Linked DNA regions of Mus musculus: all the other regions are linked to region 1. Evidence: chromatin contacts called from public HiCAR-type and promoter capture Hi-C data. All regions are on one chromosome and are shown on one strand. The core of a region is the stretch at or near the end of the contact, and the rest is flanking DNA. Distances in the headings are between cores, read along the strand shown. Region 1 holds the start of Fdx1 (ferredoxin 1). Region 2 holds the start of 2310030G06Rik (RIKEN cDNA 2310030G06 gene). Region 3 overlaps Alg9 (asparagine-linked glycosylation 9 (alpha 1,2 mannosyltransferase)). Region 4 holds the start of Ppp2r1b (protein phosphatase 2, regulatory subunit A, beta). Region 5 holds the start of Ddx10 (DEAD box helicase 10). Region 6 holds the start of 1110032A03Rik (RIKEN cDNA 1110032A03 gene).

Region 1 (3,882 bases), core at 1,190-3,689:
AGTTATTTTACCCCACAAAGGGGTCTCAACCCTCAGGGTGAGAATCACTGCAGTAAAGTATAGCAGCAGTTACCCTTTCACTACATAGCCTGGGGCACTAGCAAGGGAAAAGGGGCAGCCTGTGGCTCCCTTCTTCCCTCATCACCTTTGCTCTCTGAAATGACTCATGAAGTAAGAACCACAGAGCTGCCAGCTGTAGCACTGCAGTATCTCACACGTCTGACACGCAAGAGGGTCCTGCCTCCATCCGCAGCAATACAAGAAGAAAGACTGACACCTGCTGTGCAGCACAAAACCTACTCAAGGTCTAGGTCTGGTTTTGCCAGCTGCTTAATATGGAAAACGCCCACTAACCTACCTATATACTTCTTGGGATTGTCTTAAAAGCACAGTGAAAGAAAGCCCTTTGTGATCAAATTGCTACAAAATATCAGAGTACTTGGGAACAAAAGCTTTCAATACTCACTTACTGAGAACTTACATAAATGTGGAATTTAAAACTCAGTTCCTAGAATTGCTGTCCAAATACAAGTGTGTACTTAACAGGAATGTCCTGCACTGGCAAAGCCAAGCACAACAGGCACTCCCCATGCACTAAGTACTTGAAATGACTGTAAGCCCGAAGCTTAAATACTTTTTAGCTTCACTTGTCTTAATGTTCAATAACCACATATGCCTGGGAGCTGCTGTGTTAACAGCAAAGGTCTGGATAATACGAGCTGGAAAACTTATTTAAGCTCTGTCAAGAAGCAAAGAATCCAAAACCTAATGACAAAATCGTGGGAACCAGTTTGCAAACGCATGTGTGTTCCCTTAAATAGTAGTCACACTGATTATGTACAATGTATGTCACAGCTTAAATCCAGAAAGCACCTGCCACAGAAATTAAGGCATCCATGGGTGAATGGTTGGAGGGGCCAGGAGAACTAGGACTGAATGGTCCTAACAATTTCCCTCTCACGTCATGCAAAATATCTGTATGTACAAATGTATTTGTATGCACAAATGTATGTACACACATTCTTGTTCCTGCTATAAATATAAGTTTTCTGAAGAAGCCGTATCTGCGTTGACTATTTTGCAGACTGATACACCAGGCACAAACATTTGTGTTGTGAAGAGGTGATTGCCACAGATCTAGAGACAGCCAAAGTTACCTTGAGTGAAGGCCTTTAATGGCCACGTATCACCAGACACTATTTCTGAGCTTCATGTTTACCAGGTAAAGACGTTTGGAACATATTATTCGGCTTCCGATCCAAATGCTATCTATGTAAGTTAGCTTTATATAATCCTGTGATCCACTTGGTGTCCCAGCAATATATTTGGCAAGTACATTGATTTGTGACTTTCTTTGGGACTGTGACTACAAAAGTTGAGCTAAGTTCTTCCACCGAGTAACATACAATCCAGGGAAACCTTAATCTGTGTTTCCAGACCAAAACCACTCTTGTTTCACTTTGAAGAAACTTTCATCTTCCCTTTGAAGTAACAGATGTGTTTTGCATTGACATTGACATTATATGATTCTCACCTTGTCCCTACACTTAGAAACCTGTAAGTAAATCTCGTCTTTAGTAAATCTAAGGGGACCGTGCTTTTGAGAACAAATATACCCAGTATCTCCACCCATGGTGGTGGTGGTGGGAATCTCTCATCTCTCTCTCTCTCTCTCAACATTCACCACAGAATTCTCTACACTATGACCCCCAGAACTGTTGCTAAGAGGCAGCTGCCTACTGAGCCCTCACTTTCAATCAGGTGCACGAGCAATGTTACCTTCACGGGGTCGTTTATCCCTTAAATCATCCTATAAGGGCTACACTGTTACCCTGGGTCAACAGGGCGGGTGTAAACCCTACCCTACCTGAAGTCAGCACAAAGGGCCAACACAAAGCAACCCCAATGGCGAAGTCGACAAGGACAACCCACCGAGGAAGCCCCAAAGCCAGCGCCCCACACCGCCCGAGCCAGGCCCAGAAGACTAGGGTCACGGGAAGAGCTCTCCGGCGCGGGGCCAGCAACCGAGAGGCGAGGCGGAAGGGAGTCGCGGGCGGAAACGCAGGCCGCGGGATGAGGGACCCATCGCCGCTGCCGCCGCGCCTCACCTGCTCCGCGCGCGCGCAGACACGCTCAGCGGCCGGCCGGGCCCGGCCTCTGCATGCAGGCGGGGACTCGGGGTCCACGGAGAGATGGCAGTTCCCGCTCCGGTCCCGCAGACCAGCAGCCGACAGCGGTCAAGGCCGCGGAAAGGGACGGAGGCGCAGGCCGCGCGCAGGAGTCGGGCGCCCGGAGCGGCCGCCATAACCCTGTCGGAAGGTTCCGGGTCCCGCGGAGTCCTGCGCAGTGCTGAGGGTCGGGTAGGTCCCGCGTGTCCGGCTGCGAGAGGGCTACACTCCCGCGAGCGCCCTGCGTGTCCTATAACCCGCGGCTGCGCCCCGCCTCGCCGCTGCCACGCCTTCGCGGGGCGGGGCCGAGCACTGTTCCAGGGATCTGGTTAAGAGTTCACCTTGAACTTTTTCTGCAGTCAGCTCTGCGCTCTGGAGCAATTACTCATCAAGGACTGACCAAAAAGCCACCAGATTAACTTTTGCCTTTTGCCATAGACCCTCAAAAACAAAGCAAATTATCACAGTTTCCAACACTTTAGAATACAAGTTACAGCAAAAGGGACCTAGGTTTTTCCTACACAGGACAGCAGAGAGTTATACAAAGTTTTAAAATGCCAATAGGCATTTTTATGAAGAGAGACATGCATAGGTAAAAGCATAAACTATCTCATAATCAATAATTTGCTATTTAGGGCTGCTGAAGAAAGCAGGTAATAACGGTCAGCCTGAACTGACAAACTGAATATATAAAATCCTGAGAAGTTAACAGGAAACTTTTCTTAAATGAGTAACTATTCAACAGACTTCAAAACTAGAAAGCCGACTTTTAAAACGCGCACGTTGTCATTGCTAGTACATTTTTGAAAGAGTTTTTGTGGTCAGATACGCAACCTCCAAACCTAAGTCCTATGTTGATCAGAGACCTTGGATAAATTACTCTTGGAGGATAAGAGTTTCCATGACTGCGGATAAGCTCACACTCAGGGCCACTCTGGAGGTTAGGTGAATTAGGGCAAGGAACTGCGTCACAGACCATGAGCAATACATACATCATCTTGAGCATTCCTGATAAGGTGCTGAAGGACAGAAGCACATGTTGCAAGCGAACTGAAGACAGTAAAAGACTACTTAAATATTCAAGCTGAGGCTGGAGACGTAGCTAGGGGTAAAGAATGTGTGTTGCCCTTGCAGAGAGCCTGGGTTCAAGACTCAGAAACCATAGAGCTGCTCACAACTCTCTGTAACTCCAGTTCCGGGGGATCCAAAACTTTCTCCTGGCCCCTCGGACACCAGGCATGCACATGGTACACATTAGATATAGATTCAGGCAGACACATACATTTGGGAGGAGAAAGGGTATTCTCAAGAGGCTGAGCACACGGCTCACCAGTTAGAGTACTTCTTGAGCTTGCACAGGATCTTATTTGGTTTCTCAGCACCCACTGCAGTTGGCTCCCAACTTAAAACTGTAACTCCAAGTTTCACAGTAATCCTCTGCCCTCGGGCCTCCACAGGCACCCACTGACATGTGGCATACACGTACCTACACACACATATTTTTAAATAAAAATATTTAAAAAGTAATACTTAAGAGGTGCAAAACTGGTCAGGTGTTAAGGACATTTGCCGCTCGTCCAGAGGAGCAGAATTCCGTTTTTAGCACCCATAGTCAGGTAGCTCATGCATGCCCAGAACATGCTCATTCTGACCCCATGAATACACATGCACACCTCAAGAAAATAAATACTTTTAAAATGAATATTTAAAGAGA
Region 2 (3,957 bases), core at 401-2,900, 1.2 Mb before region 1:
CACAAAACTTGCCTGCAATCCCAGCACTTGGGAGGCAGGGGCAGAGGGACTACCACAAGTTCAAAGCCAACATGGTCTATGTAGTGAGTTACAGACCAATCAGGGCTACAGATCAAAACCTCCCTCTAAAAATAAGTAAATCAGGGCTGGCTGTAATGGTACAGGCCTTTAATCCTAGCACTAGTGAGGCAGAGTCAGGCAGACTATTGAGTTCAAGGCCAGCCTGGTCTACATAGAGAGCTCCAGGACGACAGAGAGAGAACCTGCCTTAAAAATCAAACAAAGAATAAATAAATATACATGTAAACAAATATACACTTATAGGCAGGGTCTTATTTATTTGTCTATTTTTAGTTTTTTGAGACAGGGTCTCTCTATGTAACCTTGGCTATCCTGAAATGGCCTGCCTCTGCCTTTCAATAGCTGGGATCAAAGGCATTCACTACCATGTTTATCCAAGTTTCCTTTTATTGCTGACTTCTGTATCTGTCACTTCCTGGTACCCAGCACATGCTCAGTTGATATTTGTTTAATAACCAACTAGATTAATAAACTAGCAGGCACAGGACTGGAGTCTAGTATTGTTTTCAAATTTTAGGTGCTTTCCAATGTATCTCACTTTTCTCTCTACATGTGATGTTTACCTGTAAATAAGTATTCTTTGAACTCTGACCCAGACATGGATCATATAGCTAAGAGGCAGCTGACAGGATGAAGCCATATTTGGGAGTTTGTAGTGGTGGTGAACACCCTGGGGGGAAAGTTACAAAAACCACAAATAATCTATTATTTGGTGGGGTTTTTTGTTGTTGTTGCTGTTGTTTTTATTTTGTATTTTTTGTTCTTACTAGCTTTCGATCTCTAAAACCAACCTATGATACAAATAATAGGGACTGTATATTTTTAAAAAAATCGAGGACCCAGTGAATTGACTGGACTGCATGAGGCCACACAGCAAATAGCATGAAAGTTATATTCACAGTTCCAGTGGATTCTCTTCCTTCCCACTTCTGCAGTTTCAAACAAACATTTGTCCAAATTCAGTTGCTCAATCCATGGTCACATCTCTGATTACCTAGTGAGGAAAGTATGGGCCCTGAAGTCTAGCCTCCGCGCTTGGAATCTTGTTTTACCTGCTAAGCTACTAGCCATGTGACTGACACTACCTTCTCTGAGCCTCCGCTCCTTAACCGGCCAAGATGGGAACAACGGTAAGACCACTCACTCACAGAAGACCTGGGACAATTAACCCAGATTAGAAAGTGACTGCACATAGAGAGCACTCCAATGCTCCCGTTATTATGATCTGCGGAAGAATAAAAAAGGAGAGAGCATCGGAAGGAAGGAAAGGAGAGAAGAGAGAAACCAGGCTGGCCCACCGGTGCAGCCAACCTCTGGCCACTCTCCAGCTTGCTGTGTTTTCCAAGCGTCCTAAGGCACCGCTCTCTGCTCCACCTAGGACGTGGCAGGTGGAGGAAGGCACGGACGGTCTCCAGGCTGTCTGATTCTCAGGGTTTCATATCCACCACCGGAGGCGGTCCCCTCCACCTTTCGGCCCTACTCACCAGGTTCCCCCACAGCAGAGCCGGTTTCCCATGGCGGTTGTGTCTCCCAGGGAGCCCAGCTGGTTTTCAGACATAAAGAGGTTTGCGCATTTCCTGGTTCCCGGCTGAGCGAACGGCAACGGCTCCCAGGAAGTCTGTCAGGATCAGATTTCAACCGAGTAGGTTGGACCTTGGAAGCCACCTGGTGGAATGATTCCCAAGTGACTGTTCGCAGCCAAAGGGCAGGAAGACACACGGGCTCCAGGTGAGAGTTATCTCACCTTAGGGATTTGAAACTCCTTTTGATGAAGCTGCAAGCTTCGATTTATAAAGAAACCTGAGATACAAAAGGGCTCTGAGTTTCCATAGGAAATGTGTCTCTCTGTATCGCACGGCCTTTGAAATAGACCCTCCATAAGGGAGTCAAAGCTCGGCCACTACGTTTGCCCTACCACACTCAGGTTTGAGTTTCACTGTCAAGGTAATTGGTACTAGTTTCTGATGTCCTCAATTTGGGTTTGAATCCTAGAGGCTTTTGGAACCTGAAATGTAGGAAAATGGAATGCTCTCATATTCCCACGACTAGAATTAATAATGTGCGCATATCTCCTAACCATTTACCATCTAGATTTCCAGCACACCAAGGCATAAGTACTGAATGTATTACTTAATCCTCTTTCTGGTATAAACCAGATGGCTAACTGATTGGCACGGAGCACTCAATGTTCTCTCCCCAGTCCAGGACCATGAAATCTCTACTTACCCCTGCTTGTAGCTTCTGCTTCCAATGACCCAAAATTGGATTCACTCTTCCCTGGCCAGAAACTATGAGGCAGCTGAATGAATTCCCCTGAGACAATATGTTACCAGGTTGAGTATGGTGTATACCTCCTGGCACTCGGGAGGCAGGAGGATGAGGATCTCTGAGAGTTTGAGGCCAGCCTGGGCTACAGGAGCAAGTTTCAGGACAGCCAGGAATTCATAGAATTCATAGAGGTACCCTGTCTTAAATAAACAGAAACAAACAAGAGAGAAAGAAAGGAAAGAGAGAAGGGAGAATATGTCTCTAAGAAAATCTTTGAAACCTGCAATTCCGATCTTCAATATTTTCTTGGCATTTTGAGTATTGTCCTGGAATATTCATAGTCAGCCCTGAACTCCATGGAGTACACTGGATTCTGAATTCCTCCTCATCTTGGGAAAAACGGGCCTGAGAGTGGCCACTTCATAGGGCTGTGATAACTGAATGAGGTATGTGTGTACAAAGCTTCTGAACAGGCCAGACGCATGGGACGCCCTCAGTAAGTCTTAACCATTGTTACTACTATTGTTCTCAGTGATCAGATGGCTAAGCATTGTATTCTACTATCTCATGTTCCAATCCTGCAGGCCATTCCGTATCCTACTATTAACTACATTCCTTTCATCCTGTAACCTGCGTCCCTGTCTCAAAAGCCAGTAATAATTTCCTATCACTTACAGGATAGAACTCTCAAAGCCCTTCATAATTTGCTTCACTTCCATCCAACCTCTTTGGCAGCTTAAAGGATCTTACCCAGATTTTTAGAGGGCCAGAAACTGCACAGAAAAGACAAAAAAGCACCCGGTACACCTTAAAACACAGCAACCGGAGTGTAGAGGGTTAACAAAGCCTGGAGAGGATTGTATCGAAATCCAACCCAGTTAGTCCTTATCTGGAAGTCTTTGAGACTTCTCATTGACGTTCAGGTTCTATTGTCAGTCTGTTACAAAAGAGATTGTGTGTGGAAGAGGCAGTGCAGAAAGTGCCACAAAATATGGCTGAATGGACAAGTCACAGCTTTACTGCTTAGAAGAAATTAACCAGCCTTGGTTATGCCAGCCTGTTGGAAGCCCCGAGTGAATGTGTACTTTGATATGGGCTCAGCCTTTAAAATATGGATGTTTATGAGTGAGTGATCATTGTGTACCAAGATTAGCCACTTTGGCTTCCTCCTCATAAGTGGTTGAAGCCCAACACAGAGCCTCCCACCAAGACCAACCCCTGTGCTGTAGCTAATAAACATGGTGAGGTGTTGGAGAACCTGATCCTAGATTCAGTGTATGTTCGTCTGTGCGTCTGTCTGTCTTTTCTTCATTTCCTTGACACTCCTAGCTAGGGTTCTTGGACCTGAGTTTTTTAGGCTGCTGCGCCTGCAATCTCAGGTACTCTGGAGTCTAAGGCAGAAGGATAGGCCAGGCCGGGCTACATAGTGAAGTCAAACCCACCCGGGCAGCTTAGTTGGATTCTCTCCTAAAATTAATGGTAAAAACTGGTCAGTGGTAGAGTACTTGCCTAGCATGTACAAGGTCCTAGGTTTAATCTCTTGTTATATGTGTATGTGTGTTCATGCCCATGTGTGAACATGCCCAGGAGGAAAAGGGAGTGGGCTAT
Region 3 (4,003 bases), core at 1,144-3,643, 1.1 Mb before region 1:
CTGGAGACATGATTCACCCATTGGGAGCATGGCAGCCTGTGTCCTCTTTTCTGAACTGGCTTCTCTGCTTTCCAGAGGCCTACAGACCCCAGGCCTTCTAGCTGGAGCATCCAGGCAGAAGATTTCAGTGACCAACTTGTCGCTCTGTACAGGTGGGGTTGGTTCTAGCCCCAGCTTCTAGACCTTGAGCCTCTCACGACAGAGTCTAGCTGTGCTTATAAGGACTGTGTGCCTGGTAACCTCCAAGGCCAGAAGAGGGTGTCACATGCCCTGGCATTGAAGTTGCAGATGGATGTAAGCTTCCACATGGGTTCTGGGAATTGAACTGGTTTCTGGAAAAGAAGCCAGTGCTTTTAACTGCTGAGACATCTATCCAGCCCCAACCGAAAATGTTCAGATTTGCTATCCTATAGCCAGCCCATGTTACATCCTTTATTAAACGAGGGTTTTTTTTTTTTTTTTTTTAATTCTTTGAACCAGGACATAATTGCTACTTGTATAAAGTAGCTTGACATGTGGGTGGATGTAATATCTCCTCTAAGAGTCCCTGAGAGGAGTGAAGGAGAGTGCTGGAATAAACCAGTGGCTCAGTGGTGAGTGCAGAGCCCCAGAGCCTGGTGGGAATGCCTCTCCAGGCAGTTGACATTGGCCTTCTGAAGAGTGGGGTCTGTGTGCAGCTTTGGAAATGGTCTAAAGTCTCTGCACTGCTTTGTGTGACACCCTCTACCTGTGGGCGCTGCGCATACGCACTTCCGTTTTGTTTGCATGGCTTCCATCTGTGCCTCTTCCATTTTGGAGCATTCTGGGGCCCCATCCAGCTGAATTCTAGACTTGCATGATTAGAGGCTTCAAACATTCTGGGGGAACTTAGGCAGGGTTTCAAACTCCTGCAGATTTAATTACAGGTGAGGAACAGAGGCAGGTTAAACCAGCAGCTGGCTGGGTAGAGTAGGGGCCCTTTCTAGTCAAAGACCTCAATTGCAGCCTCAGTTGTAGGTGGGGGTATGCATGATGGATGGTATTTGCTGCTTTGCTCTTTCATCGCCCAGCACAGAAACCTGAACTTTAGCTGGCTAATCTAGAGAATGTCTGTAGACAGTGTGTGGCTTTTTAATTACCTTCCAGCAGAGGTAAACCCAGCAACTCTGAGGCCTGAGAACCATTGCACCCGTACACCTTATCCATTTGTGTCCTCTGTGATAGGGTGGTCTGTGTGCTCTGTGATAGGGTGGTCTGTGTGCTCTGTGATAGGGTGGTCTGTGTGCTCTGTGATAAGGTGGTCTGTGTGCTCTGTGATAGGGTGGTCTGTGTGCTCTGTGATTGGGTGGTCTGTGTGCTCTGTGATAGGGTGGTCTGTGTGCTCTGTGATTGGGTGGTCTGTGTGCTCTGTGATAGGGTGGTCTGTGTGCTCTGTGATTGGGTGGTCTGTGTGCTCTGTGATTGGGTGGTCTGTGTGCTCTGTGATAGGGTGGTCTGTGTGCTCTGTGATAGGGTGGTCTGTGTGCTCTGTGATTGGGTGGTCTGTGTGCTCTGTGATTGGGTGGTCTGTGTGCTCTGTGATAGGGTGGTCTGTGTGCTCTGTGATAGGGTGGTCTGTGTGCTCTGTGATTGGGTGGTCTGTGTGCTCTGTGATAGGGTGGTCTGTGTCCTCTGTGATAGGGTGGTCTGTGTGCTCTGTGATAGGGTGGTCTGTGTGCTCTGTGATAGGGTGGTTTGTGTGCTCTGTGATAGGGTGGTCTGTGTGCTCTGTGATTGGGTGGTCTGTGTGCTCTGTGATAGGGTGGTCTGTGTGCTCTGTGATAGGGTGGTCTGCTTAGTGGGAGCCAGCAGAGGCAGAACTGTTTATTTCTGTACAATAACAGGTTTACCAGAGTATGTGTTGTGAAGGTTAGGTTAGTTGGAAGCTTACTGCAGTGTGACAGTCACCCATTCTTATAGCTGTAAAGGAAGACCACAGCTGGCTCCTGGCCAGCTCTTCCTCAGGGTCTCTCTTGCATTGGCCATCAGATGCTAACTGAGGCATTACCACTCTCTCACCCACACCTCTGGCCCCTGAGACTAGCTCTCGGCTGGATCTCAGAGGAGGCTATCACCCAGAGTTCCTGCCTGTGGCTTTCCTTTCACATGGGGGCTGCACTCCATTGCTGTTAGGACTCAGCCTTGGAAGACTTCTCCCTCATCCTGCTGCTGGTGGGAAGCAAGCCCCAGCCATGCTCAAGGGATGAAGAGTTGTATGGACATGTTATAAAATCTCCTCAGCTTCTCTAATGCCGTTCTCCTCCTGAACTATTTTTCAATTCAAAGATTTCTGACTAGACGGAACGGGGCAGCCCTGAAGGCCATTTCCCCTTCCTCCCCAGATGGACAGGAGACCACATCCTGGGCAGGCAGGCTTTGATGCACAGTGCAGATGCTATCTGGTCTTTAGGGAAGAATCCGTTGAATCAGTTTCTCCACATGACCAGCGAGTGGTGGGCTCTAGTGCTTTTTCTGTATGCCAGGCACTGTGGTGCCTCGCCTCCCTCACTGGTGCCGAGGAGAAACAGGAACGGCAGAATTCATGTCCTGTTACACTGTCAGCTCACTGCTCTCACAGTCTTTCATTCTCTGTCAGCTTCTGCCTGCTGTCTCCCCTTCAGCTCCTGCCCCTCCCCATTTCCCCCAAATACTTTTCTCAGATCTCCATCTAACATAGCTACCCTTGGCCAGATTTGGCTTCAAACTCCTTGCATGTTGCCTAATGTCTTAGTTCCCTAATCATTCAAATCTGCTGACATTTAGGAAGAGCAAATTGAACAAACCTTTTAATCCTTGTGGAGTCCAGCAAGCTCTGCTTTCTGTTGTTGTGGAAAGACATCTCCACATCTCCTCACTGAGCCAGTGCTGTAGACGGACGAGGAGATTCAGTGCTTCAGGTTGGCCCTGGCTTTAAGCTAATGGACCAAGCAACTGACAAGCAACTGACATCATCAGTTTTGTTCCAGCTTCTTTATGATTCTCAGCATATTAGAGGCTCTTAAATATATGACTTGGTGGGCTTTACAGTCTTTTTATTATTTTTACATTTTTATTACTTATTTTTTTATTATCTGTGTGTGAATGCATGAATGCATGTATGTATGTGTACGCACTGAGATTTGCAGGTGGTTGTGAGCCTCCTGTTATAGATGCTGGGAACCGAACACCAGCTCCCCAGAAGAGCAGCAAGTCCTCCTCGCTGCTGGGCCATCTCTCTAGCCCCTAGATTTACTTTCTTAGAGCTGGATTTATGTAATGGTGAAAAGGAGGCAGGAGCAAGGTAAGGGTCTTGTCAGAAGCCTGAACCTTAGTGAAAGAAAAACTGTTGCGGCGAAGTATACTTGTTATTTATTTCAAACTTTAAAGCTTGCCAGAGTCTTTTTCTTGAGATGGTTTCCAGTGCTCTTCTGCCACATGGATAAAGCCCAGATAAGGTTCTGAGGAGCAGGACTGAGCCTGCGAGACACTGTCGTGTGCTGCCTGTATCCCTCATTCACTACCAGATGGGAAAAGACTGAAGAGCACTTCCCCCAACCCTTGGCAGGACCGCAGGTCAGAAGGCTCCAGTTGCCTAACAGCAAGTCTTTCCCAACCCCACTGTTCTGAACGTTGGCTAAAGGTGACTGGTGCAGAAGCTAGGGTGTTATGCCAGATGCTGTACACGTCAGGAGCATGAGTCCCTACATACCCATGCCTGTGCTTCAGTAGACTTCTGACCTAGCCACCTCACAGCTCCTTGGAGGTCACTCTGAGTGGTCAGCACGGTGGCCCGAGTGCTGGATAGACTGCTGAAAGTTAAGTGTTATACCAGTCACATGGGTCAGGGCGACTTGGCAAACTCTGTGAACTAGAACCCGACAGGTCATTTGGCCTCTAGAATGCCATTGCTTTTGTTAACATGGGCACTCTGAATCAGCTGTGCCGCCATCCCATGGGCCACTGTAGCTCCCTCCCTCCTTCCTCCCACACTGTGTAGTTTCCTGCT
Region 4 (3,766 bases), core at 1,044-3,543, 1.1 Mb before region 1:
CGGAGTAGTGTCTGCAGCATGCTGGACATGTACAGACAGGATCACAGGCTGGAGCATCCCGTGCCTGGCTGGACCCATCAGGGTCTCTCTGTGAACCCTGGCCAGCCTAGAGCTGTCTGTGCTCTCTTGCCACTGTCTCCTAAGCACTGAGACTGTGAGCATGCACCTGGGTGTACTTTTTTGGGGAGTTGGGGGACAGGGTCTTACTCCAAGGTCTGTAGCCTTGGGTGACCTGGAGCTCACTATGTAGAGCAGGCGGGTTTCAAGTTCACAAAGCCCCCACCTGCCTCTCTGTCTTCCTCGTGCTGGGGTTAAAGGCATGAACCCTTAAACATGGCTGGATCCATTTTTAAAGACAAAAAAAAAAAAAAATCCCGAGAACTCAGTCAAATTATTAAATGTTACTTAAATTTTCAAATATAAACCAACATTATGTTCTCTTAAAACTAGTCTTTATACAGCTACAAAACCAGATTTACAAGTTAAATATACATGAAGCCACAAGGCCAATATTATTAAAATCAATAATGTTGATATTTTTGTAATTTAGTATGACAAATGTGTCTGACACTAAAGCCAAGCCACGCTTTGGGAGTCTGGGCTTGCTGGCCCAAGCTCAGCTTCTCTAGGCTTTGCTCTGCTCATGCCTCCAGTTTCTCCCCCTTTTTTTTTTTTTTTTTTTTTTTACCTTGTTTAGAGCCATTGAGACTGTAATTGCATGGTACCCTCTGTCTTCCATTTTGTGCATAAAAACATATTTTTCATTTAGCTTCCACCTCTGTTCATTTCTTAGGAGCCCAGAACAATGAAAGCTGTGCTGAAACTCACGCAAATACGGGTGCTGAAATCCTGTGCAGGGCTGATTCAGGTAGTCCCTGGGGGCCAGCTAGATGGCTCAGTGGATAAAGGCATGTGTCACCAAACCTGACAACCAGAGTTCAGTTACTGGAACCCACTTGGTAGAAGTAGATAACCCACTCCGCAAGCTGTCCTCTGACTACACTTGTTCAGTGGCTCATGTGTGTACATACCACACATATACACAGTTTTTGTAATTAAAAAAGATAGCCACCCCAGCAGTCCAGACCATGCCTTAAGTAAGTGAATCTAAAAATTATCAAAATAAAACGAGAGTCTTCAAGCATTCATTCGTGGACAGAAGTTGAAAAAACAAAAACCGCAAACTGAAGTCTGTTGGTTCTCAAGCTTTGACTATGAAAGGCTATCTCCTAGTAGGCATCCCATGCTTTAAAAAGAAAAAAAAAAAAACTTACCTCCTAAGTTGCATTTATTAATGACAATTTCCTTAAGGCACAAAATAGTGTCATCTGAGAACTTGTGACAGAGCTACCAATCTAAGTTGCTTATATCTAAGTCGAAAGGAGAGATAGTTACTTTGTGCCATTCCATAGGGCAAGTGGAACATTTTCCATTAAGTTCTGTGTAAAAAGGCCCAGGCCCACCTCCTCCTGGAGTCCTTTAGGGGGACTCCTGGAGGTCTAGGGAGGCCAGTTTACACCCGCACCGAACTGGGGTGAGTAAAACTGGGCCCAGTTATGTTAGGTTGTTGTGCTTCTTGGTAAAGAAGGAAAAAAAAAGAGAAGACAATACAACAGAAGGCGCCATTCCAGTACCACACTGAAAAGAAACACAAAAACAAGAGAGCAGCATGTTTTGAACAGCTTGCGTGGAAAAAATATTGACTGGGGAGTTTGGACAGCACTGTTCATTTTCTCTCACCGCCCTCATTATTTGTCTTAAGGAGCAGGAGCCAGCCACGATTTTGGCAAACAGGCCAGAGGAAGGTGTGTGTGTGTGTGTGTGTGTGTGTGTGTGTGTGTGTGTGCGCGCGCGCGCGCGTGTAGAGGCTTGTCGCCCAAGGGGAAATTAAGACCAAGACCCAGTGGCTCAGGGCCAGCATGAAGCCTGGGGGTGGGGGTGGAGGTTGGGGTGGAGGGGGAGGTGTTAAAGCTTCTTCCTCCTGGCCTGTCTCTGAGTTCTACTTGAGGCTCGGCATCCATCATTAAGGCCCGTCTCCTTCAGAGCACAGCAAGGAGACGATGAATCCCTGCCCTTGTTTCTTTCGGCTGGGGAAAGGATGCAGGGGTTCCATTGGTTTTTTCGGCCCGCCCTTCTTCTGGAGTTCAGACCTCCAGTTCCAGCAATGGGGGTCAGGCCGGAGCCTCCACGCGCAGGGAAAAAACTTGATTCCATCAGTTCCTCGGAGCCGGCTGATTGGATTTAGCCCCGCCTGTTTGTGTGTGGGGCGTGGCCTGAGCGCGGGGCGTGGCCTGAGCGCGGGGCGTGGTCTGGGCACGGGGCCTTCGGCGGCGACCAGCCAGAGGAGGAAGAACATGGCGGGCGCAGCAGGGCCAGGGTCCGGTCCGGGGGCAGCGGGTGGAGATGGAGACGATTCGCTCTACCCGATCGCGGTTTTAATCGACGAGCTCCGCAATGAGGACGTGCAGGTACTAGGCTGGGCTGGGGAGCCGAGGCGAGGGCGGAAGCGCACATGGTAGGGAAGCGGAAAGGCCGGCTCAGCCCTGGGGGCGACCCCCGGGGTGGCAGAGTCGTATTCAGCCCCGGGACGGAGGCGTGGGGCGGCGGGTGCGCGGTGGTCCGTCTCAGCTCCGCTGCCCTCCTCCGACCCTCTGGGGTGGTGGCGTCCATCTGCTCCCGGCAGTGGGCGGGGAACCGGTTCGCACCTCGGGTGGACCAGCGCAGGCGGGCTGCGGGGCCGCCGGGAGCGGAGGAGCGGCCCCCGGCCCCCGTTCCCTTTGAAGTGATGCGGAGTGTCCGTCCCCGGGCAAACTAGCTGGGCTGGTTGGGTGGAAAGAGCGCGGCGGCTGATTAACCCAGATGAGTGGTGCATCAGTTGTGATAGAACTTTTCCCTGAAAAGGGAGGAGTTGTGCTTAACCGTTTCTTTCACCCACTTCTCTCCATCCAGAGTTCTCTCTTTTCAGACCCTCTCATTGTCCGCGTGTTTTCATTCATTCGTTTCTTCCCCGGCCCTTCAGTGTTCTCCCTAAGATAGCTTCTGGCTAATGACGTGTTAAACGGTCCTTGAGTTTTCCTAGGATTAAGATCTAAGTGAAAGGCTCATTCATCATTATACTGTGTCCCAGTATCTCACCTATTTGCTTCTTTGACCAGAATTGCAATCATCTCTTTGCTTTGTTCTCCCTCCCACTTTGTTTTTAAAGCTCCGTCTCAACAGTATTAAGAAGTTATCAACTATAGCTCTAGCACTCGGGGTAGAAAGGACTCGAACGGAACTGCTGCCTTTCCTTACAGGTTTGTGTCCCTTGAAAGATACACGCTCCATTTCTATTGGCTTTTAAACTATTTTTATTTAATTTTCTTAGTTTGTTACCTAGAGTAGCGATAAGTACTAGACTGAGCCTTGCCTTCTGCAAGGTGTATAGAAATGCTACATATAGTCAGACATACTCAAACATAAACCGTGTAGCTAGTGGGAAGGTGATTGATGTGAAATATGGATTTCTTTGTAAATGATTTATTTTATATGCATTGGTGTTTTGCCTGCATGTGAAAGTGACAGATCCCCTGGAACTGGAGTTATAGGCAGTTGTTAAGTTGCCATGTGGGTGCTGGGCATTGAACGCTGCTTCTCTGGAAGAGCAGCCAGTGCCCTTAACCACTGAGCCATCTCTCCAGCTCCAGGATGTGAGTTTCTTAATAATTGTGTGAAACATTCAGGAAGACTTGTGGTAGTCATCTATAAGATGGAACACAGCTCCAAT
Region 5 (4,017 bases), core at 810-3,309, 1.3 Mb after region 1:
ATTCAGCCAGCAGCCTACAGATGAAGATGTAGAACTCTCAGCTTGCCTGCACCATGCCTGCCTGGATGCTGCATGTTCCCATTTTGATGATAATGGACTGAACCTCTGAACCTGTAAGCCAGGCCCAATTAAATGTTGTCCTTATAAGAGTTGCCTTGGTCATGGTGTTCATTCACAGCAGTAAAACCCTAACTAAGACATTCAGCATAGGCAGAAATAAGGATATGAACTCAGAAAAGTTCTGGGTAGAACAAAACAAGGAGTCACAGCTCCACGGAAGTAAACCAAGCACAGGCTAAGGCTACATTCTCCAAGCAATTCTAGTCACAGTTCAAAACAAAATCCAAAAGCAATTTGTTAATAATAGCCTCTTTTTTAATTTGTCTTTTTTCTATATGACAGGCATTGTGAATAATGTTTTCCACACTTTATCTTAATTCCTCACAACTTATGAGGCAGGTACTACTACTAAGCCTTTTAAAATAAGGGGGGAGGGTGTGAATAGTGTAAGAAAAGTAACCAAAGTCATATAGCTGGTGAGCCAAATCCGAATCAAATTATCTGAAGTCAAAACCCCAACTAATTCTTAAATGTTGCCAACTCTGAACAGTTTATCTAGTTGTCGCTGTTGCTGTTGCTGTTTAAGCTACAAGATAGCAAGTAATGACTTTTAATTCCAGGATGATTCTACCTATTAAATCCCAAACTAGAAAGGTGGCATTCACTGGAAAGGTGAGAAAGGTAGATGAATGCTGGAAAATATGGGTTTTAAGAGGATGGATAGAAGTAACATTCCTAAGGGGCAGACACCTAGGGCAGGAAAACACGCCAGCTTGTCTAAGTGTTAACTATGAGACTACTCATCTAGGAACACTGGCTACAAGATGCTGATGTCAGGAAGAGGCAAACACATTCCATTGTCTTTCCACTGATTCTTGGTGAAAACCATGAAGACAATGAGACAAAGAACAAAAGATGATGCTAAGGGACAGAGCCAATTCCCAACTTAAAGATCGAGAGCTGTGGAAACAGACACAGGTCTAGGTTCCAATTCCACACTACTAGATGTGGGAAATTAGGGCCAGTTTCTTATCCTCTCCAAACTCTACAGTTCTTATCCGTTAAATGGACTACTAGGATCCATCCACACCTCAAGATAGGGGCAAAGAATATAAAACATGGAGAGTACTTAAAGATATTTCTATTATTTTAAACATTTCCCACGAACAACAGCGTTTTCTTACATCACTCCAGATTTTAGCTTATTTATTTCATTTTTGAGACCAAGTTTCACGTATCACTGACTGACCTCGAACTTGCTATAAAGCCTTGGATGACTTTGCACCTCTGATCCCCCTGCCTCCACCTCCTTAGTGCTCAATATGTGCCCGGTTTATGTGGAGCTGGGGATTGAACCCAGGACTTCCTGCGTGTTGGGCTAGCACTCTACTGAAGGCTCTCACTCCATCCGCTAGGTTCTTTCCACAGCGGTCACTATTGCCTCTCTGTTCTGTCACCACTGCTGCACCACATGTCCCTACCCGGAGTGTCACCGCATTTCTATCACTTTTCCCAGCACTGCGGAAAGTAGAAGAGTCAGACCTGGGTAGCGACACCCAACAGACCACTAGTGAGGCCCCGTTGGCCGGGTCCGCCCCTTTCCCACACCACCCTGACCCTAAGTCCACCACAGCGGCAACACCTCCGGGCTGCACCCACCCTCGCTCCCCAGAGCCCCGCCGAACGTGCCCCGAGCCCACCTCACCTTCTCGTAGTTTTGCATGAGGCGGCTGATCCCCTCGCGCTCGACCTGCCATTCCGGCTTCTTTAGCTGCTTCCTCCGCTCCTTCTTTTGGTGCTGCCTGTGGCTGTGTTTTTTCTTCCAGCGATTAAAGCTCCGCACCGGGTCGGGTCGGGTTCCCTGACCCAGAGAAGCAACCGTTTTGCCCATGGCGGGGGCTGCCAGGACCCACGACGCCGCTACACGGGAGCCTCCTCGCTCCTCAAGGCACAGCACGGAAGACGCGAAACCAGCGTGTGGAGAAGGCGCAGGGGCGCACGCGCAAGTCCGGGAACCCGCCCCCAAGCTGGGGAGAGTGGGCACACATTAATGACGACAGGCAATGCGCGGACGATGATTGGTGATTTGGCTTCCGCTGGGCGGGGCGATCTTAAGACGCCAGGGGAAAGCGTGCACGGAGGAACTGGGCGTGCTCCACTGCTTCCGAGAGTGCTTGGGGCTTCCGGAAACAGCGCAAGTACACTGCTTATTGCTAGTATGGTGAAGTCATACTCAGCGTAAAGTACTGCTTTTCATTTACTCTGGATTCAAGTGTGCCCAACATTCGCGAGTACACTGCTATACGTTATAGAGTATGTAGGTCGTAGTTACTTTGTAGATCAGACTGGCCTCAAATTTATAAGAATTCACCTGCCTCCTGAATACTCTAATTTCAGTTAAATGCCACCGTGTTGACTCAAAATGCTTTAAAGCAAACTTTTCAATTAACAAAAAGTTACATAATACAGAAAAATACACTTACACATAGACATCGTAAAGATGCCTCTGGAGAGCATCCTAAACATCAATCACCATTTATCTTACAAAGTGTCAAAAACAAACAAAACAAAACAAAACAAAAACCAAACCCTGAGATGATTACTGTGTTAGTCACTGAACTATTACTGTGAAGAGACACCATGACCAAGGCAACTTTTATAGAAAGAAGCATCATTTAACTGGGCTGGCTTACAGTTTCACAGGTTTAGTCCATTATCATCATGACAGGGAAGGCATGCCAGCATCCAGGTGGGCACTGGAGCAGTACCTAAGAGCTGCATCCTGATCCATAGGCAGGACACAGACACACAGACACACACACACACACCTGCGTGCGCACGCACACGCACGTACGCACGCATGAACAGCGACACTGTGCCTGGCATGGACTTTTGAAACTCCAAAGTTTTGAAACTGTGACTCCAAATATATGAGCCTATGGAAATCATTCTTATTCAAACCATCACATTTACTCTCAGTTTTAACAACTGGGTGGCCTTAACTGAATATTCACATTGTATATTTTATAGTGATTTTTTTTTTCAAGACAGGGTTTCTCTGTGTAGCACTGGCTGTTCTGGAACTCACTCTGTAGACCAGGCTGGCCTCGAACTCAGAAATCCACCTACCTCTGCCTCCCAAGTGCTGGGATTAAAGGCGTGTGCCACCACTGCCCAGCTATAATGATTTTTAAGTTAAGTAAATGTTTATTTCCACGACTATGACTATAGCTATAAGTTAAACCAAGATTTTTTTTCATATTTTCCATCACTACACTTTTTTTGTTTTGTTTTGTTTTGTTTTTCGAGACAGGGTTTCTCTGTATAGCTGTCCTGGAACTCACTTTGTAGACCAGGCTGGCCTCGAACTAAGAAATCCCTCTGCCTCCCAAGTGCCTCCCAAGTGCTGGGATTAAAGGTGTGTGCCACCAAACCCTGCTATCACTATACTTTTTAAATGCACTCACACATGCACACACACACACACACACACAAACACCATGTGTCTTGTGAACTTTTCCAAGGGCAAGTGAAATAGGGCACCAACAATGACTAAAGCAAGGAATGGATTCTACCCCTTAGAGAACCAATGAGTATAATTATCCAGACCATTGAGATTTCTTTTTAAAGTATGAGCAATGTTAGGCAGCTCCACCACTGATGAAAAAAAAAAATGTATCTCTCAGCTCCTCAGGAACCCCTCCCCTGTAGTGTGACTGGGATATTCTCTTTGAGGGCTATAACTGTCTAGCCAATAAACTCAGGAGGACTTGGTATTGATGCAAAGGTGCCAGAAAAATCAACAAATGTTGGAGCTCTCAAAATCAGAGACCAACATCGAGTTCTTATCCCACAGATCCTACCAATGAAACCCAGTCAGACAGAAACAGTGGACAAGTGAGTTCAAAAGTAGAACAGTTCATTAAATCCTGATAAGGAGGCAGAGGTCCTGAGAAC
Region 6 (3,590 bases), core at 451-2,950, 1.2 Mb before region 1:
GAAGGTTGTGAGTCACCATCTGCTTCCTGGGAATTGAACTCAGGACCTCTGGAAGAAGAGTCAGTGCTCTTAACCACTGAGCCATCTCTGCAGTCTAGAACACCTGGACTTTTAAGTCCTATTTTACAAGTTAACTAGACTACCTTTGACTAAGAAAACTACAAAGTTAGCAACTGCCGCAAACAACAGGTGGTGGTACAAGTCAGCTTCCCAGAGAGTTCTCCTTTTTGAGTACAGTTTGGGGTCTGTGCTCTAACTTGCTGGGACCACTCATGGCAGTTTAGTCTATAGGTCACTTTCTCCCATATTTCTTTGCAAATTCTTGAGCATCCTTACATTTTTTTATGGTCTTTTGAGTATTCTTTAGCTAGGTCAGCCCAGGGTGGGTTCTTGAGATGGGAATCATTCATTAGTAATGAGAAATGGAATACTTGGCCTTTTTCCGAGACAGGGTCTCTCTGTGTAGCCCTGGCTGTCCTGGAATTCACTCTGTAGACCAGGCTGGCCTTGAACTTAGAAATTTACCTGCCTCTGCCTCCCAAGTACTGGGACTAAAGGTGTGTGCCACCACAGCTGGCTATACTTGGTTATTGTGGTGGCTGGTTTTCAGTTTTTAGCTAACTACTTCCAGATAGACACGCCCATCTGATCAATGTTAGAGTGCTAGATTGTCTTTTCAAACGTGATTTTGGGAGGAAAGTTGATTTTTCTGAAGGTCACCTGATCAGGATTGTCAAGGACAAAAAGCCCTTACCAAATCAATAAAGTAGCTTCATTTTTTCTCAAATGAATTCAAAGTTTTTCATTTTACATTTTGAGACCTCCTGCTGGCTGTCATTTAGTGGCTTTCTATATTCTATAATATATTTCTATATTCTCAGAATAGGGTCTAGGCTATTAAATGGTTAAAACACTCAATTTGGTCTGGCTTCCTTTTTAACTCTACAGTGTCACCTGCTAGTCCGTCTCCCGGCCAACTGTGTTCAACCAGTCAAACATAACTTTTTTTTTTTTTTAACTATGATTTTATGAACATTGTTCCTTCTGCCTTTTTAATCCTTTTTACCTAACTAAAACGAGCTCCCCTCCCCCAACTAGCTTTCAGCTCAGGCTAACTTCAGGGAATCTATGTCTCCCTTCCCCAGCTTCGTAGGGCTTCCCCTTGTGTATGCTTCATTCATAGTATCCCGAATTCCTTCACTCACGGTGGGTACACACCCCATTCTATTCGAGTTGCCTCTTCTGCTGTGTGCATTTGTCATCTGACAGCAGGCAGGCCACTTCCAGTTCATCCATACACCTAGTTGCTCTCACAGTGCTATGGAACAAGACAGGCGTTCAATGTTACTTCTTGAAAATAGGATATATAAACACCTGGAGATATGTTGAGTGGTTGAGAGAACAGGAGACAGCCATGTCAGGAGATGGTGCAGTTACAGCGTCCTGAGCCTCTGGAATACGCAGGACTCGTCTCACCCCTCAGTTAGTGACAGTTATGCTTCAAGCAAGAATGGCGAAGACGCTCAGGGCCGTCCGTGTTGGGCCGTCCGAGTACTGAAAAGAAAACGAGCCTTTGGAGGCGCACAAAGGTGAAGGGGCAAGGCCAAGAGCTCCATTTTACTTCCCCGCTCGAAGCTCCCGAGCAGTAGCTCCAAATGTTTATCCTGGTAACAAGCTGTTGATGCGTCATCACTTAGTGCCGGGTGGAGTGGGGAGGGGAGGGAGACGAGGCCCACGCGAAGGAAGTGACGTAAGAAATGTGCGCCCCGGAGAGCGCCGGCAGGTAAGCCGGAGGAGACCATGCTTCCCCGGCGCCTCCTGTTGGTCGGGGAGGGGAATTTCTCCTTCGCCGCTTCTCTGATCGACGGCCTGGATCCCAGCGTCAGTGTTACCGCTACCGGCTTCCAGCACCGGGCGGCTCTGGAGGGAGATCCGGTAGCGCTAGAGAACCTAAAGCGCCTGCGCGAACGAGGTAGCAAGTCCCAGCCCGCCCCGAGGGCCCGCCCGGAGCGTAAGGGTGTGGCTCGCGCGGGGAACTCGAGGGCGCCTCCTGGGGGCGCTCAGGCGGATGCGCGTGTGTGCTCAGGTCTGGGCTGGGCTGCATTGTTGGCAACCCAACCATGCATTGAGTGGTGGTGTTTGTCCAGGTTTACAGATCTTAAGACGTCTTTTGGTCTCTATTTCACGCCTTTAAACCTTGCCAGGTGTCGAAGTGCGTTTTGGTGTGGACTGTACCCAGCTGTCACATGCCTTGCCAGCCGACGATAGGGATTTTGATCGAATTTATTTCAACTTCCCGCACTGTGGACGAAAAGCTGGAGTAGCTAAGAACAGGGAACTGCTTGCCAAGTTTTTCCAGAGGTGAGGCAAGACGAGTCCTGGCATAGAAAATGTTTCCAGGTTCCCATAACCAAATCACTGCACACAAACTTTGTCGTTGGGGAAATAAGTTGCTAGAATACACGAGGAAAGAAGATAAAACCCAGAGAAAACCATAATCTTGTCTTAAAGATTTACGTATAACCCTAGATGTTAAAGTATAAATTACAAGGAAAAGGCAAGTTTATTTTTCAAAAATTAGTGTGTGTATGAGTGTGGCGGTCAGAGAACAACTTACAGAAGCGGGTCCTCCTTCCATCGTGTATCCAGGAGATAGAACTTTGGCTACTAGGCTTGGTGGCAAGCACCATTACCCAAATTGTGTGTGTGTGTGTGTGTGTGTTTTTAAATATGGATATGGGTGTTTTGTCGGCATGCATGTCTGTGCAACAGTTGTGTGCCTCCTTAGAGGACATTGGTTCCCCTGGGACTAGAGTACTGATTGGTGTCGCCATCATATGGGTACTGAAAATTGAACTTTTGAACAGCTAGTGCTCTTAACTGCTGAATCTTTCAGCCCACCTCAAAAAGGTTTTAAAAAATGCAAATCGTAAGAGTCAGTATAGCTTGATGACGACAAGATTGGATTTAAGAGTCACATGGCCTAGGTTCAAATCCTAGCTCGCTGCTTACCAGTTAAAACTGTCGTCAGGTGTAGCCCTTACCTGCTTCTCCTCCCACCCCAATCTATAAACTGGCTATTAATAGCAGCTTAAAGTGATTATGAATTTAAAATAGTACTTTAACATCAGTATTCCAAACTGTATTCGGCTCCACTGGGCTATAGGTGTTGAGAAACTTTTAGCAAAGGCAGTATTTTAAGTGGGAGTTGAAGTATAGATGAGTGTGTATGGTGATTATTAGAGCCAGAGCCTTGTGCATGGTGATAGTGCTCAGCCCAGCCCTGAGCTATAGAATAGGCAGAGAGCAGTAAGGAATCTTTTCATGGGAAGAAGCAACGCAAATAGTGAATTATATATAGGAGCTTTACGGATTTTGGCCTTTCTGTGGCATACAGGAAAACAATGCAAATGCCAAGCTGGTGACTAGTGCTGTTGTGGGGGCACTGGTAGACTTTTTATATGCTATAGGTTTATAGAGCACTATAGGTATAGAGTTCTATAGGTTTCATAGAGCACTGCAAATAAGATTAATTTTAATTATTTCAGAGTTACACCATGTGCATATTGTTGATTCCCTTGGTAGTTTCT

Evidence for each region. Promoter capture Hi-C pulls out the DNA fragments that hold promoters and counts their contacts. HiCAR-type assays count read pairs that join an accessible place to other places. Capture Hi-C pulls out chosen DNA fragments and counts their contacts.
Region 2: a promoter capture Hi-C map of liver shows a contact between it and region 1, with 3 times the contacts expected there. The contact joins the promoter of 2310030G06Rik here to the promoter of Fdx1 in region 1. A contact is called at or near these places in 5 of 39 promoter capture datasets (the C10 cell line, hippocampal neurons, liver and 1 more).
Region 3: a contact with region 1 is called in a promoter capture Hi-C map of pre-B cells, with 3 times the contacts expected there. The contact joins the enhancer-like site here to the promoter of Fdx1 in region 1. A contact is called at or near these places in 5 of 39 promoter capture datasets (the 3T3-L1 cell line, cranial neural crest, hippocampal neurons and 2 more), 1 of 115 datasets of contacts at active chromatin or transcription factors (astrocytes) and 1 of 9 other capture datasets (adipose tissue).
Region 4: a promoter capture Hi-C map of liver shows a contact between it and region 1, with 8 times the contacts expected there. The contact joins the promoter of Ppp2r1b here to the promoter of Fdx1 in region 1. A contact is called at or near these places in 10 of 39 promoter capture datasets (the 3T3-L1 cell line, cranial neural crest, embryonic stem cells and 5 more), 4 of 115 datasets of contacts at active chromatin or transcription factors (the SCID.adh cell line, astrocytes, embryonic forebrain and 1 more) and 1 of 9 other capture datasets (adipose tissue).
Region 5: a HiCAR-type map of astrocytes shows a contact between it and region 1, with 4 times the contacts expected there. The contact joins the promoter of Ddx10 here to the promoter of Fdx1 in region 1. A contact is called at or near these places in 5 of 39 promoter capture datasets (embryonic stem cells, hippocampal neurons, liver and 2 more) and 5 of 115 datasets of contacts at active chromatin or transcription factors (astrocytes, cardiomyocytes, embryonic forebrain and 2 more).
Region 6: a contact with region 1 is called in a promoter capture Hi-C map of liver, with 2.1 times the contacts expected there. The contact joins the promoter of 1110032A03Rik here to the promoter of Fdx1 in region 1. A contact is called at or near these places in 2 of 39 promoter capture datasets (hippocampal neurons and liver) and 2 of 9 other capture datasets (adipose tissue and liver).

The regions. Positions count from the first base shown.
Region 1 is chr9:51,961,163-51,965,044 of GRCm38.p6, forward strand. It overlaps Fdx1 (ferredoxin 1), which reads right to left and starts at 2,440. Exons shown (of 4, transcript NM_007996.2): 1 at 2,109-2,440. The coding sequence starts at 2,305.
Region 2 is chr9:50,744,877-50,748,833 of GRCm38.p6, forward strand. It overlaps 2310030G06Rik (RIKEN cDNA 2310030G06 gene), which reads right to left and starts at 1,651. Exons shown (of 4, transcript NM_025865.3): 1 at 1,566-1,651. The coding sequence starts at 1,597. It also overlaps a transcript of Cryab not described here.
Region 3 is chr9:50,831,583-50,835,585 of GRCm38.p6, forward strand. The region is part of intron 14 of Alg9 (asparagine-linked glycosylation 9 (alpha 1,2 mannosyltransferase)); the gene reads left to right. Among named protein-coding and RNA genes, the nearest start is that of Ppp2r1b, 23 kb to the right of the region's middle. Within about 2 kb of position 2,394, at least 54 of the 459 cell types and tissues checked have an H3K27ac peak or open chromatin away from gene starts, as enhancers often do. A contact at or near this core is called in adipose tissue and pre-B cells, where this site is marked.
Region 4 is chr9:50,854,631-50,858,396 of GRCm38.p6, forward strand. Ppp2r1b (protein phosphatase 2, regulatory subunit A, beta) reads left to right here and starts at 2,294. Exons shown (of 15, transcript NM_028614.3): 1 at 2,294-2,468; 2 at 3,206-3,296. The coding sequence starts at 2,355.
Region 5 is chr9:53,246,053-53,250,069 of GRCm38.p6, forward strand. It overlaps Ddx10 (DEAD box helicase 10), which reads right to left and starts at 2,060. Exons shown (of 18, transcript NM_029936.2): 1 at 1,766-2,060. The coding sequence starts at 1,951.
Region 6 is chr9:50,766,484-50,770,073 of GRCm38.p6, forward strand. 1110032A03Rik (RIKEN cDNA 1110032A03 gene) reads right to left here and starts at 1,701. Exons shown (of 4, transcript NM_023483.4): 1 at 1,375-1,701. The coding sequence starts at 1,416. It overlaps Fdxacb1 (ferredoxin-fold anticodon binding domain containing 1), which reads left to right and starts at 1,755. Exons shown (of 5, transcript NM_198675.2): 1 at 1,755-1,972; 2 at 2,205-2,361. The coding sequence starts at 1,801.